2 separate regions of the Mus musculus genome follow, and region 2 is linked to region 1. A link is a contact called in public Hi-C data. All regions are on one chromosome and are shown on one strand. Each heading gives the region's core, a stretch centred on a gene start, on an enhancer-like site or on the middle of the called end of the contact. The rest is flanking DNA. Distances are from core to core; before and after follow the strand shown.

Region 1 (5,908 bases), core at 742-3,241:
TTTTACTTAAGTCTATTGGTTATCTATACCCAATCACACACATACACCCTTGGCCACACCAATGACATTGGAAAAGATTGTGTAAGGTGTGTGTGTGTGTCCTTGTCCATAGAGAAAATGAGCACACACACACACACACATTTGCATGGTTATGAGATGGAACCGACAAAGTCAAGGAAAGGTAAATAACTTCTTTTTAAAAGATTTGTTTATTTCTATTGTATAAGTGTTTTGCCTGAATGTATGTAGTAACATGGGTGCCTGGTGCTCACAGAGGCCAGAAGAAAGCATGGGACCCCAGTTATAGCTGATTATGAACCACTGTTTGGGTGCTGGGAGCTGAACCTGGGTCCTCTGCAAGAGCAATAAAGGCTCTTAACTCCTGCCTGATAAATGACGTCTAAAACTACCATCAGCATGCTTGTTGTGTTCCTGGAAGATGTGCATGCACTGTTTGGCTCCCTTGAGTCCACTTAAGAGGGAACTTTGTTGTAGCAGGATTTGAGATGCTAAATAAACCCAGTTCTTGAACTGAAAAAGGCACAGGCAAACAGCTAACCTTACCTTTACCAGATTTAGTTGGTCAGTTTGCCAAAGATATTATGTAATTCTAGGACTATTAACTATTGATACATTGTTTAACTAAGCTTTGGGAGATAAGCTGTTGAAAATACTTGTAACTCTGTGAAGGATGTATAGCTTATAGCCTGCAGGTCTTTTTGAAGTCTCTTTCTGAAAAGAGATAAGTCATCTCTAAATACGTAGTAACACAAGCTTTCAGTGTGCCTTTACCTTAATGAATGTATGAATACCCAAAACATGTGGTAAGTATCAGATCTTGGATTGTAGGGTATAATTTCAAGTTAAAAAAAAATCCTTAGTTCCTAAGATCTAAGTGATAGGAAATAGATGGCACATTTAGGTCTTTCTTCTTATAAGCCAGCTCCTTTTGTTTAGTTACAATATATTTGAAGCAGCAGAATTCTAAAATAACAGAGTTGAGTACTGCAAGCAATGAAATTCACTGTGACAAGGTTTGACCCTCCTACAGATGTGTATGCAGAGACTATGCGTGCATATATGGAAATGAGAATATATGTATGGGTATAGCGTTCATATGTAAAATTAAACAGTTCTGCAAATGCTTGGCTAGGAAACCCTTTTAATAATCTGTGGTGTCTGCCACGATACAGGAAAGTATGAAGGCAGATGAAGAAAACACCAGACTAAAGAACTTGAGAACACCAAGGTTTAAGAGCCATCACACCAGGGCACTATAATGAAAGCCGCAGAGGGGAGGGCTCTGATGAAGACGCCTTCTCTGTTGGCCTTCCCCCCACCCCCACCCCCTTGCTGGATAGACCCTGGGGAAGCAGGTCTTAGCTCCCCAGGGCACCGGGTTAGGAGGATCCAGGAAAGCCCCATTTCCCAATCAGCATCATTCTTATAAATTCCCCTGAACCTCCTCGGCCACATCCAGCTCTCAGAAACAGACCTGCTTAATGCGAAATGAATCCCAGTAGAGAAAGGGCCAGCATTTCTTTCCAACCGACTAGCACAATGAGAAGAAAATGGAAGTTGAAAACAAAAAGAAAACCCCAAATCTTTGCAGCTGTATTAGATTCCTAAGGGATAGAAAATGCCAGTTATGCTATAGACAGAATTGAGTTAGTTGTCTTCATATTAACTATTATTATTGCAGATATTTTAATGAAACATTGACTACTAAATTTATCTGACCTGACTGAAATTTTCAACAGTTACTTTTGAAGTAACTTGAAAAACCTGCGAGTGGATTTGGGAACAAGGTTTGCTCTGCCACCTGCTGGCTATTGAAAATAATGCAGCTCTTAGAAGTTCTCCCCATTTTCAAAGATATCAGACCTCAACCCGGGTTTGTGGTAAGGCGATGGTGGCAGCAACCCATGTGGTTCAGGGTCATGGAAATAGAGATAGACCTGGCATCATCGAGCCTGAAGAGGAAGTGGGGGTTGGGAGTGTGTGTGTGCGTGCATGTGTGCACACGCATGAGTGTGTGTGCTCTTGCTCATGCACGCACATATGAAGAGACCCAATGTAACCCTTTTTCCTCTGCTGGTCTGAGAGGCTTCCCCCATCCTCACTTCGGAACTACTCACTGCAGCTACCTCTGTGCATACTTTAGTGGCCTTATCTCTAGGACAGTTGTTAAGAAATCTGTCTTACCTCCAAGGGAAAGACGCCTTTTACACCATCTAGTACTACGAGGAACTCTTTGGTCAGAATTACAGGTAGAACTGACAGGGTGCCATAGTCAGTTTGTTGGCCTCCTCAATCTGTATTTCAGAGGTCATTGTCACAGAGCTTTTATGCAAGTTCAGAGTCTAACTGGACCAATGACTTTAGATTATCTTTATAAAAGAAAATAGAGGGCTGGAGAGATGGCTCAGTGGTTAAGAGCACCGACTGCTCTGCCAGAGGTCCTGAGTTCAATTCTCAGCAACTACATAGGGTCCGGTGCACTATTCTAGTGTGTGTCTGAAGACAGCTGCAGTGTAGTCATATAAATAAAAAATAAATAAATCTTTGTTTAAAAAATGAAAGAAAGAAGGAAGGAAAGGAAGAAAGAAAAGAGTTCAGTGGGTAAAGCTGCCCAAGGCTTCAGGTTTGAGTTCTGATCCCCAGGACCCATGAAAAAGCTGGGGCAGATGATATGTACATTGCTGGTGGTTTTGGGGGAGGAGGTGGCAAGCAAGTGCCAGGGGCTTCCTGGGCAGCCAGTGTAGTCTAAATGGTGAGCTCTGGCCTCAGGGAGATTCTGCATCAAAAGATGAGGTAGAGACCAATAGAGGAAGATTTTTTTCTTATGTGGGTACCACACTCACACACATGTGCTGGCACACACGTGCTCGAGAGCGCAGACACACATACACAGAGAAAGAGAGAGACAGAAAGACAGAGAGAGAGAGACAGAGAGAGAGACAGAGAGAGGTGTTTGATGCTTGTTTATTTACTTAAATAGGAACCAGTTTCCTACCTTCAGCAGTCTCCGAGCCTGTGCCAACCTTACATCTTTCGAAACACATGTTCCAACTAAGCATCGTGAAGATTTCTACCTTTGTGCTTTGGGTGGAGAGGGCCGGCGCCAGTAATGACAAAGACTAAGTCTCCTCCCTACCCTTCTGCTGGGGAGTGCCAGCAGTGGCTTCAGTGGCACCTAGAGAAACAAGCATGCTACAGAAAGGTGGAAGGTCATCAGACTGACACCTGACATTTTTTTAAAACAATTTCTCAATTTCCATCTATAGTCTAGCCCATTTTCTTTTTCAAATTTCTCCCACAATAACCGTATGAGGGATCTTGCTATTGGGATTAAGGGAAAATTTCAAGCATTCACAAAAGGCAGGTCTAACGAAATTACATCCTTCTCAAATGCTTTGTTTATTAACAGAAATATCCTTAAAATGTGGGTTTTCACACCCCTGAGCAATCGCTGTCACAAAGGGAACAATTCTGACCTTAAGCTGGCTGTGCATTCCCTAGTCGGGGACAATGCCTCCCCGCCTTTTCTTAAAGAAAACTTTTCCTCCCTGACCTGTCTGTAGACCACCCAGGAAGCAGGTTCTCCCACTTCATCTGAGGAAGGGACAAGGGGACTTGCTGCCTTTAGCAGTCCTGGGCTTTTCTTCTAATAGGGTAAGTTAATTATTTTCATCAACAGATGAGGGGTGGCCGGGGCCGGCCGGCAGGGGCCGGAGGGAAGCAGGTGTTTCACACACCTGCACTGCCCGGCTTAATTGCTCTGAAATCTGGAGGCTTCGGTGGCATTTGCTTGTCTTTGCTGAATCTCCGGAGGGGGGCCCCATTGGTAGGGTTTGTAACGTAATTGCAGTATAAATATGCAACCACTTTTGAGTGAACAAATTATTTTCTTTAAAATGAACTCCAGGTAAATTTAATTAGGAAGAAAATGTGATTGACAAGTACTAAACTGAGTGCCTGGATTAAAAGTCCTACTTCTGCTCAAAGAGGAGGAGGAGGAGGAAGAAAGAAAGAAAGAAAGAAAGAAAGAAAGAAAGAAAGAAAGAAAGAAAGAAAGAAAGAAAGAAAGAAAGAAAGAAAAAATAATCAAAAAAGCAATGACTGAAATCAACTTTATTCTGTTGTTTCCTTCTGTAGGCAGAAGTGAGTTCAGAGAGAGAAAACTATTGTATTGAGATTTCCACAGTTAAACCCAAAAAGGTATCTTTGTTTTGTTTTTAATACAATGCAAGAAAAATTAGCTTTAAAGTGAGGTAGCCTGCATAGCAAAATGATATTTATTGTGGTGTTCTGGGCTGCTTATATTTATTTGTGTGTTTGGGGTGTGTGTGTGTGTGTGTGTGCGCGCACGCGTGCGTCTGCATGTGTGAATGCCGGCCTGTGTGCTGTAGCACACGTGTGGTGGTCAGAGGACAGCCTCGGGTGTTGGTTCTTGCTCCCCACTTTCTTCCTGGGATTCTCCCATGTCCCCTTCCCCTTTCTCCGAGGGGGCAACGAGATCACAGACGCATGCTTCCGCCTCTGACTTTTATGTGGGTTCTAGAGATCTGAACTCGTGACTGCACAATTGCAAGACAAGTGCTCGACCCAGCACACCATCTCCCCACCCCTTACATTCAATCTAAATGTGTTTGTAAACATGATTTATAACAGCTGAGTGCTTACCGTGAGCCTAAGGCTTCCGTGTCTCACTTAACCCTCATATCAACCTTGAGAGGCAGTTCCCAGTGTTACCCTGATGCCACAGGTGTGGAAACTGAGTCAGGGAGAGGCTGAGCCAAGTTCCAACATCAGTAGCATACGGCAGAGGGTGTGTCTGCCTTTGGGGTTGTATGGTCATCAGAAGTCAGTCGCTATTAAGTCTCCCCAATATTTTTCAGGAGTGTTTTCTCTTGATTCCTAAGAGTGGTCAAGGCAAGACAGAAATTAAAGTTGGAGTGCTTCCAGAAAAGCTGGAAGGAGTTCCACACTCTTGCCTGGAGGGCATGCCGGATCAGCGTTCTATTATTTAATGCATAGCACGGGAATAGTCTAAAAAAAACCAGAACTCTAGGTGTGGGGCCTCAAGTAAGGAGATCTCGACTGTAACTGTGGCTTAGAATGTTGACCCTCTTAGAAATAATCCTCCTGCCCAAGGGAAAAACAATCTCAAGTCCCGAAAGAAAAAAAAAAAAAAAATAGAGAAAATTTGGCCAAACTTTCACAAAGGAGTCAGTCAGGTGCAGGATTGTAACACAGAAACACTACTCCACAGCCACAGACAGGGCCTGTTTATAACCAGTAACCACCACCAGCACTTCCTTGGGTTAGCAACAAGCGTATGACATTGTCACGTGACTGCTTCTGTCCTGATGGGGGCACAAGGCTGTGGCTGGCCAGGGCGTTTCTCACTGGGTGGCTGCTAGCACGTGCTCACGTGACACAGGAAGTACGACAAGCTGACCCTGCCAAGTAAACATTCTAGTCTCAGACAAAGGAGCCTCAGTTCCGGCTTCCACTTCCTTCCCTTGTGGCGCCTTTTCAGGGTGTGGAGGTGAGGAACGGGAAGCCGGGGATCCCCCTCTGGGGACTGCCTGGAACCCTCAGCTTCCTGGAGGATCCCAGGCACAGCCCTCTGAAAGGCCTGCCCCTAGCAGGGCTTGCCCTGCTGCTGCCTAACGCCAGCTCTTTTATGACCATAAAATCACCTTGCTGAGACACATGAGAATTGTGACAGGCAGGACAGGAGTGTAGCTCAGCGATGGGGCACTGCTTAGCATATGTGAGACCCCTAGATCCAACCCCCACTCCCTCTAGAAAGCACAGAGAATAGGGTGTGGCTTGGCAGAATATTGTGTTCAGAATTCTCCTGGGATCCGCCAGGTCTTGATGTAGGAATTTATAATGC
Region 2 (5,636 bases), core at 2,546-5,045, 870 kb before region 1:
TTCATGGAAGCAGTCAGCCACTCAAATCCCCATTTTAGTGAACACCCCTTACTGGAAGTCAGCCCATAGGTAAGTGGCCATTCTGAAGCTGTTGTCAGCGTCCTTGGCAAGAGTTTCCACGGCAGCAGTGGTCATGAGAGGATAAGGACATTTAGAAGGAATTCTCTTTCACATACAATATCTTTTTCATATCCCAAATTCTGAAAGGCCAGACCCTGGTCTAAACTGCAGGTGTGAGAAGCTAGAATATGCTGCCTTCAGGTCTTCTCTTTCCCCTCCATCTTGGCTCTTGCTATAGCCCTGGTGTGTGTGGGGGGGTGGGGGGGGGAGATCTCGACCTACAGAATCTAGCACTTTCTCCTCTGCTCTATCTGGAGAGAAATGGGATATTCAGACTTAAAACTAAGGATGTTTTGTTCAATGTTCTTCCTTCTTTCCATCCAGAGTCTCACTTCTACTATGGGCCTGGCACCAAACTAGAATACTGGGTACCATTCACAGCCCCTCAGCTGCTACCAGCACTTAAGTCAAGGAAAAAGGAAAGTCAAGATAGAGGAGAGGCAACCGGGATGAAATGAAGACAAGATCTAGTTTATGAAAGCCATGTGACAAGGTACAAGCTAAAATTATGTTTATCAATCAGCAACATGTTTTTATTTTTTTAATTGCAAAGAAACTTCTAGAGACCTGAACTTTTATTGACCCTGTTCTAAAATGTTGGCTAAAAAAGGTGTCTTAGTTTGGGTTTTATTGCTGTGAAGAGACACTATGACCAAGGCAACTCTTATAAAGGGCAATATTTAATTGGGTCTGGCTTACAGTTTCAGAGGGTCAGTCCGTTATCATTATGGCGTGAAGCATGGCAATGTCTAGGCAGGCAGACACGGTGCTGGAGAAGGAGCTGAGAGTGCTACATCTTGGCAGCTAGGAGGAGTACCTCAAAGGCCCCCTTCTGATGGTTACCTGCCCAATCCACACTACTGTGAAATAAGATGAAACCCTTTAGGGGAATCCTGTGTTATTAGGGAGGGACTGTATAATGGATTAAGGTGGCTGTGATCCACTTTTAGGGCAGGGAGGGCTCCGCTAATCCTACCTTGGCAGAGTCAGCCAGGGGATTCTCTCTGTACTTAAAATCTGTATGCACAGCCATGTCAGGACTCCTAGCACCCAGTTTCCTAGAAGCTGAGCCCAAGTATCTGCTGAGCGTCACCTGTGGCTTTGGCTCTTTGAAGGCAGATTTGCCCTGGCCTGTGTAGTAGGAAACCCAATGTCCAGGAGACTGGTTGGGCTTCAGTTTCAAAGCCAAGCCCTTTGTCTGTCTGGTGTGCCTCTCTCTGGTCTCTGATTCAACTAACCACAAATGCCAGCCTTCAGCAAGGAATCATGAACACCTGAGGGAATAAAAGCAACTCAGAAATCCCTCGGTCCCCACGCCCTGTATTAGTTACAGGCACAGAGTTCAAGGAGCTGGTGCATGGCAATAATACAATTCCTGTCGTCACATGCCTCGGTTCCTGTCACCCACTGCCTGTGTCAGCTTTCTGCCCTGGCTCTCTGGCAACACATAGCCCCTGAGCGGGAGACACTTCTCAACATTCTCATTCTAGGTCGCTCCTGGGAGTTGAAACTGACACCCAACTAGATGAGGCAAGGCCTGGCTATGTAGCAGAGCTCCACTAAGATGGGACAAGTGACAAAATGATTCTATGACTGCAGGAAGACCACCTTCGGAGGTATCTGTTCAGGGCCACGCAGACAACTGTTGTGTCTCCAGCACACGACTGATTGGAACAAGGCTACGCTTCCTGAGTCTCTTTCCCAGAACATTCAAACTGAGATAAAGAATTTTAATCCAGTCTGAGCTGTGAGTTAGAACATGACTCCGAGAGCTGAAGCTGTCTCTGGCAGGAATACATGAAATTCTTTAGTGTAACAGAATGGTGCATGGATGGATGGATGGATGGATAGATGGACAGACAGATAGGTAAATGCAAGGTTAAGAATGAAGCAGGAAATATAGAGTGGAGCAGAAATAAGACCAGGGAGTGGGATTAGAAGACCTCACCAGGGTACCTTGTGTCAATTCCTAGCTTCGGGTACCACCATGCCTCTCATATTTGTGAATCTTTATCATTAGGTCCTTTCTTGTATAGCCTCAGGTAAGTTTTCTGTTACTTCCAGGAAAATTTTAAGTAAAATACATACAATTTTTTAAGGAGGGAGGAGCTTCCTGATTTAAAATCTAGGGCAAAATGCCTACAGCAACAGTGATTGTGGGATCATAGACAGAAGCAAGGGGCCGCAGAGTGCCAGGCCCTTTCAACAGAATCCTAACAAACAGAACTTATTAGGAGACGATAAAGAAGACATTGTGCCCAGTACCAAGTCCTTGGTATCTCTGTGATAATGCCTGAGCTGTGGACCCAAAATTCTCAATAGGTACAGGCAGCTTCTGCTGAACTTTATTCAAATTTTCTCTCTCTTCCTTTCTCTTTTTCCCTCCATCTCTTCCCTTCCCTTCTTTCAACTCACCTTGCAAAATGGAGGTGTCAAAATGACTAAATTCGAGTACTAACTCTGTTAAGCCAAGAGCTTTGACCAGTATTTGGCCTACAGAAAGTGCTCAAAACGTGATACCAACTATCACTATTATCACCCCTTTTGCATAATTCTCCACTACAGCTTCAGCCAACATGGCCCCAGGACTAGAACTGCAGCCCATCCAACAGTAACCCATTATATACAACACACAAGGGCCGGCAGACACACACACACACACACACACACACACACACACACACACACACAGGACACGGGGAGGAGGACAAGGAGAGAGACACACACACACACTGACACACACATATACACATGCATACATAGGGAGAGACAGACAGACGTAGACAGATAGACACACATATATGTACAGACACACAGACAGACAGCCCTGATACATAGCCAGTTTAAAGGCAACCCAAAGTCTAGCAGGTCCAAGGAAATGAGAGTCCCCCTAGCTCCACACCCAGCTGTTGAGCAGAAGCATTTCCTAATGCCACATGGCAATGACCTTGACCAGGTAAGGACTTTTCATTCTAGGAAGTATTTTTTAAGAGTCACAAAATTGTGTTGATAACCAAAATTATACCAAGCCAGCCCTCAGTTCCAGTCAGCTTCCCAGTTCTCTAGCACTGAATAAAGAGTCTGATTCTCAGCCTTCTGGATTTTTAAACATTATTCTCGCAAAACAAACGGGCTGCCTGGCAGACTGCAACACGCCAGCGTGGTAGTCCCTTTCCCTCTGTAGCACTTACTCACCCTTACAGCCACACTAAGAAGGAGTCTTCTTTGTTTAAAACTAGACTACATCATCATTTTGATTTACAAATAATGTTTCATTGGCAGACATGTTGTTTTGGGAATGAAACGTTTTGAATAAGAAACAGTCACGGCACATTGGCCACAGCGAAGATGGAGAAAAACAAAATCAAAGAACAGCAATTACATTTACGGTTATGAATAATTTAGATAGTGACTCGAGGCGCTGTTGAACTGGAAGGCCTATCTACGCTCATCAGACTCCAAGAGCTGCAGGGAAGTGTTTCTGTGTGAATAACGAGCCCCATATTGAAAGCTGCAGAGTGCTATTAAGAGCCTCTGGAAACAGACAGCACAGCGCTGAACGGTCTCCTAGGCCTCGCTGTTTCGTTACTTTTCGCTGACCACGTTGTCAGCTGGGTTAACAGACAGAGAGTTCGCATCAACAGGAAGCAGTTACTGACGTCAAAGAGGTCATGGTGGAAAGCACCCTTGTGAGGAAATTTGATTGCACCATGCCTGAACTGGAAACCACTTGAATTTAACCACATTAAGAACGATTGCAAAGGCTTCACAGCAGAAACAGTGAAATGGAGTCTAATGGTTTTGTTTTTCATCATTCTGCACACCACATAAGATGTTCATTCAAACACCTAGCAACCCTTGGGTCAAGCCTGGGGTCAAGGCATACCTTGTGTGGACAGACTCATCGTGGGTAAGGTTCTTAGGTCTCCAACGTTGCAAGCAAAGGTTTGGGAACTTGGACTCTGAACCTGGAGGAATTCACAACCCCCAAGGCAAGTGTGTCCTGGCGGCCAGAACTTGTAACAGCCTTGTCTTACAATGAACCCTGACCAGCCTATGTACCAGACAAGGGAAACAACTTGACAGGATCTAAGATCACCTAGATGACAAATTTGTGAGCAAATTTCTAGAATAAGTTAATTGGCATGGAAAGACCCTACAACATGGGTGCTGCCATCCTGTGGGCTGGGGTTCCCCAGCTGTATAAAAAGGGAGGGAGCAAGCTGAGTCCTAGTGTTCAACTCTGTCTCCTGATTATGGTTGTGACCTAACCAGCTGCTTCTAGTTCCAAAACAAACCCTTCCGTAAGTCACCTTCATCAGGTTGTTCATCACAGCAAGTGAGGGAGACAATAATGTCCCTCAGGTGAGGAAGGAAAGTTGGTAGAAATATACTAGAAAAGCTGTTCTGGGAGAGGACACTGTTAATTCTGTAGTAAAACTCCAGAGGGTGGTTGGAACAGAGAGATTGGCTCTGTAGTCGCTGCCAAAAACCCCCACCACTTTCTGCCCAATCCAAGACATACCTCCAAGTTCTTTGGTGACCCGACTCCCTACTAGTTGAGTCTCCTCTTGTGAATGCGCTTCTATGTCTCTTGTCTACCTGCTCGCCACCCATCTCTGCCCTCCTGCGGACCTCCCTTTGTAGCCCTCCTCTTCTCTGTCTCCACAGACAGGCAGCGAAGGATTTTGTATTCCAGCTTCTACCAGATCAAAAGGCCATGGAGCCCCACTCTCCTACCTGACCTGCTTTCTGGATTGCCCCCAGTGAAGGCCTTTACAGTCCATGCCAATCCACTCCTGGGATCACAGCCCTGGGCCAGGAGGTCAAAAGTCACTGGCTCAGCCTTCTCACCTACTCATCTGCCTCCTTCCTCTCCAGACAGCAACCTGAACCTGAGTGAATGTCTTAGGCTGTTCTCCAGTTGGAGGGCTTTTACTGACACCTTGGACGTCCACGGTTATGGCTAAACTCCTTAGCAAAGGTGTGAGACTGCTTCTTCAGCCTCTGCGTTTCCTCTCCTATCTCCTGCTGCATCTGGCCGTCTAGGTTTTCAGTGTCCCAGTGATTTGTTCTGTGCTCTGGCACTGCCGTCTTGTGTCTTAGACCATGGCCTCTCTCATAACCAAAGGCCTCCTTTTAGCCCCGCAGGTCAGGGTGGAGACAGCCCCTTCCTCTGCGAAGACTGTTCAAGCCCCTTCAAGATCATCTCCTGCCTTTTCCTACCACACTGCGATACCTTTAACTTCAGGTAGTTAAGATGTGGGCCCGCTATTTTCTTTTTGTATAGATTTTTAGTTCCTAGTCGTTAATTAGCCCCCATACACTAAACTGAAAACACAGAGCGAGCTCAAAAATATCATTCTGTCTTGAAGCAACATGTCTGTCCGGGCTGATGAGATCTGCTCTCACAGTCAGAGACCACTTGGTCTTGAAGATATGGTTTAACAATACCATGATTTGTTAAAAGGCAGGGTCTTATTGTGTAGACCTAGCTGGCTTTGAACGGACAGCAC

The links. A called contact is a pair of places that touch in the nucleus more often than the background predicts.
Region 2: a Hi-C map of CD8 T cells shows a contact between it and region 1, with 4 times the contacts expected there. The contact joins two enhancer-like sites. A contact is called at or near these places in 2 of 484 Hi-C or Micro-C datasets (CD4 T cells and CD8 T cells) and 2 of 115 datasets of contacts at active chromatin or transcription factors (memory CD8 T cells and thymic regulatory T cells).

Annotation. Positions count from the first base shown.
Region 1 is chr12:72,843,919-72,849,826 of GRCm38.p6, reverse strand. It overlaps Gm40441 (a long non-coding RNA gene), which reads left to right and starts at 5,399. Exons shown (of 3, transcript XR_872820.2): 1 at 5,399-5,554. Within about 2 kb of position 1,991, at least 8 of the 459 cell types and tissues checked have an H3K27ac peak or open chromatin away from gene starts, as enhancers often do. A contact at or near this core is called in CD8 T cells, where this site is marked.
Region 2 is chr12:73,714,205-73,719,840 of GRCm38.p6, reverse strand. The region is part of intron 9 of Prkch (protein kinase C, eta); the gene reads right to left. Among named protein-coding and RNA genes, the nearest start is that of Gm34189, 65 kb to the left of the region's middle. Within about 2 kb of position 3,795, at least 86 of the 459 cell types and tissues checked have an H3K27ac peak or open chromatin away from gene starts, as enhancers often do. A contact at or near this core is called in CD8 T cells, where this site is marked.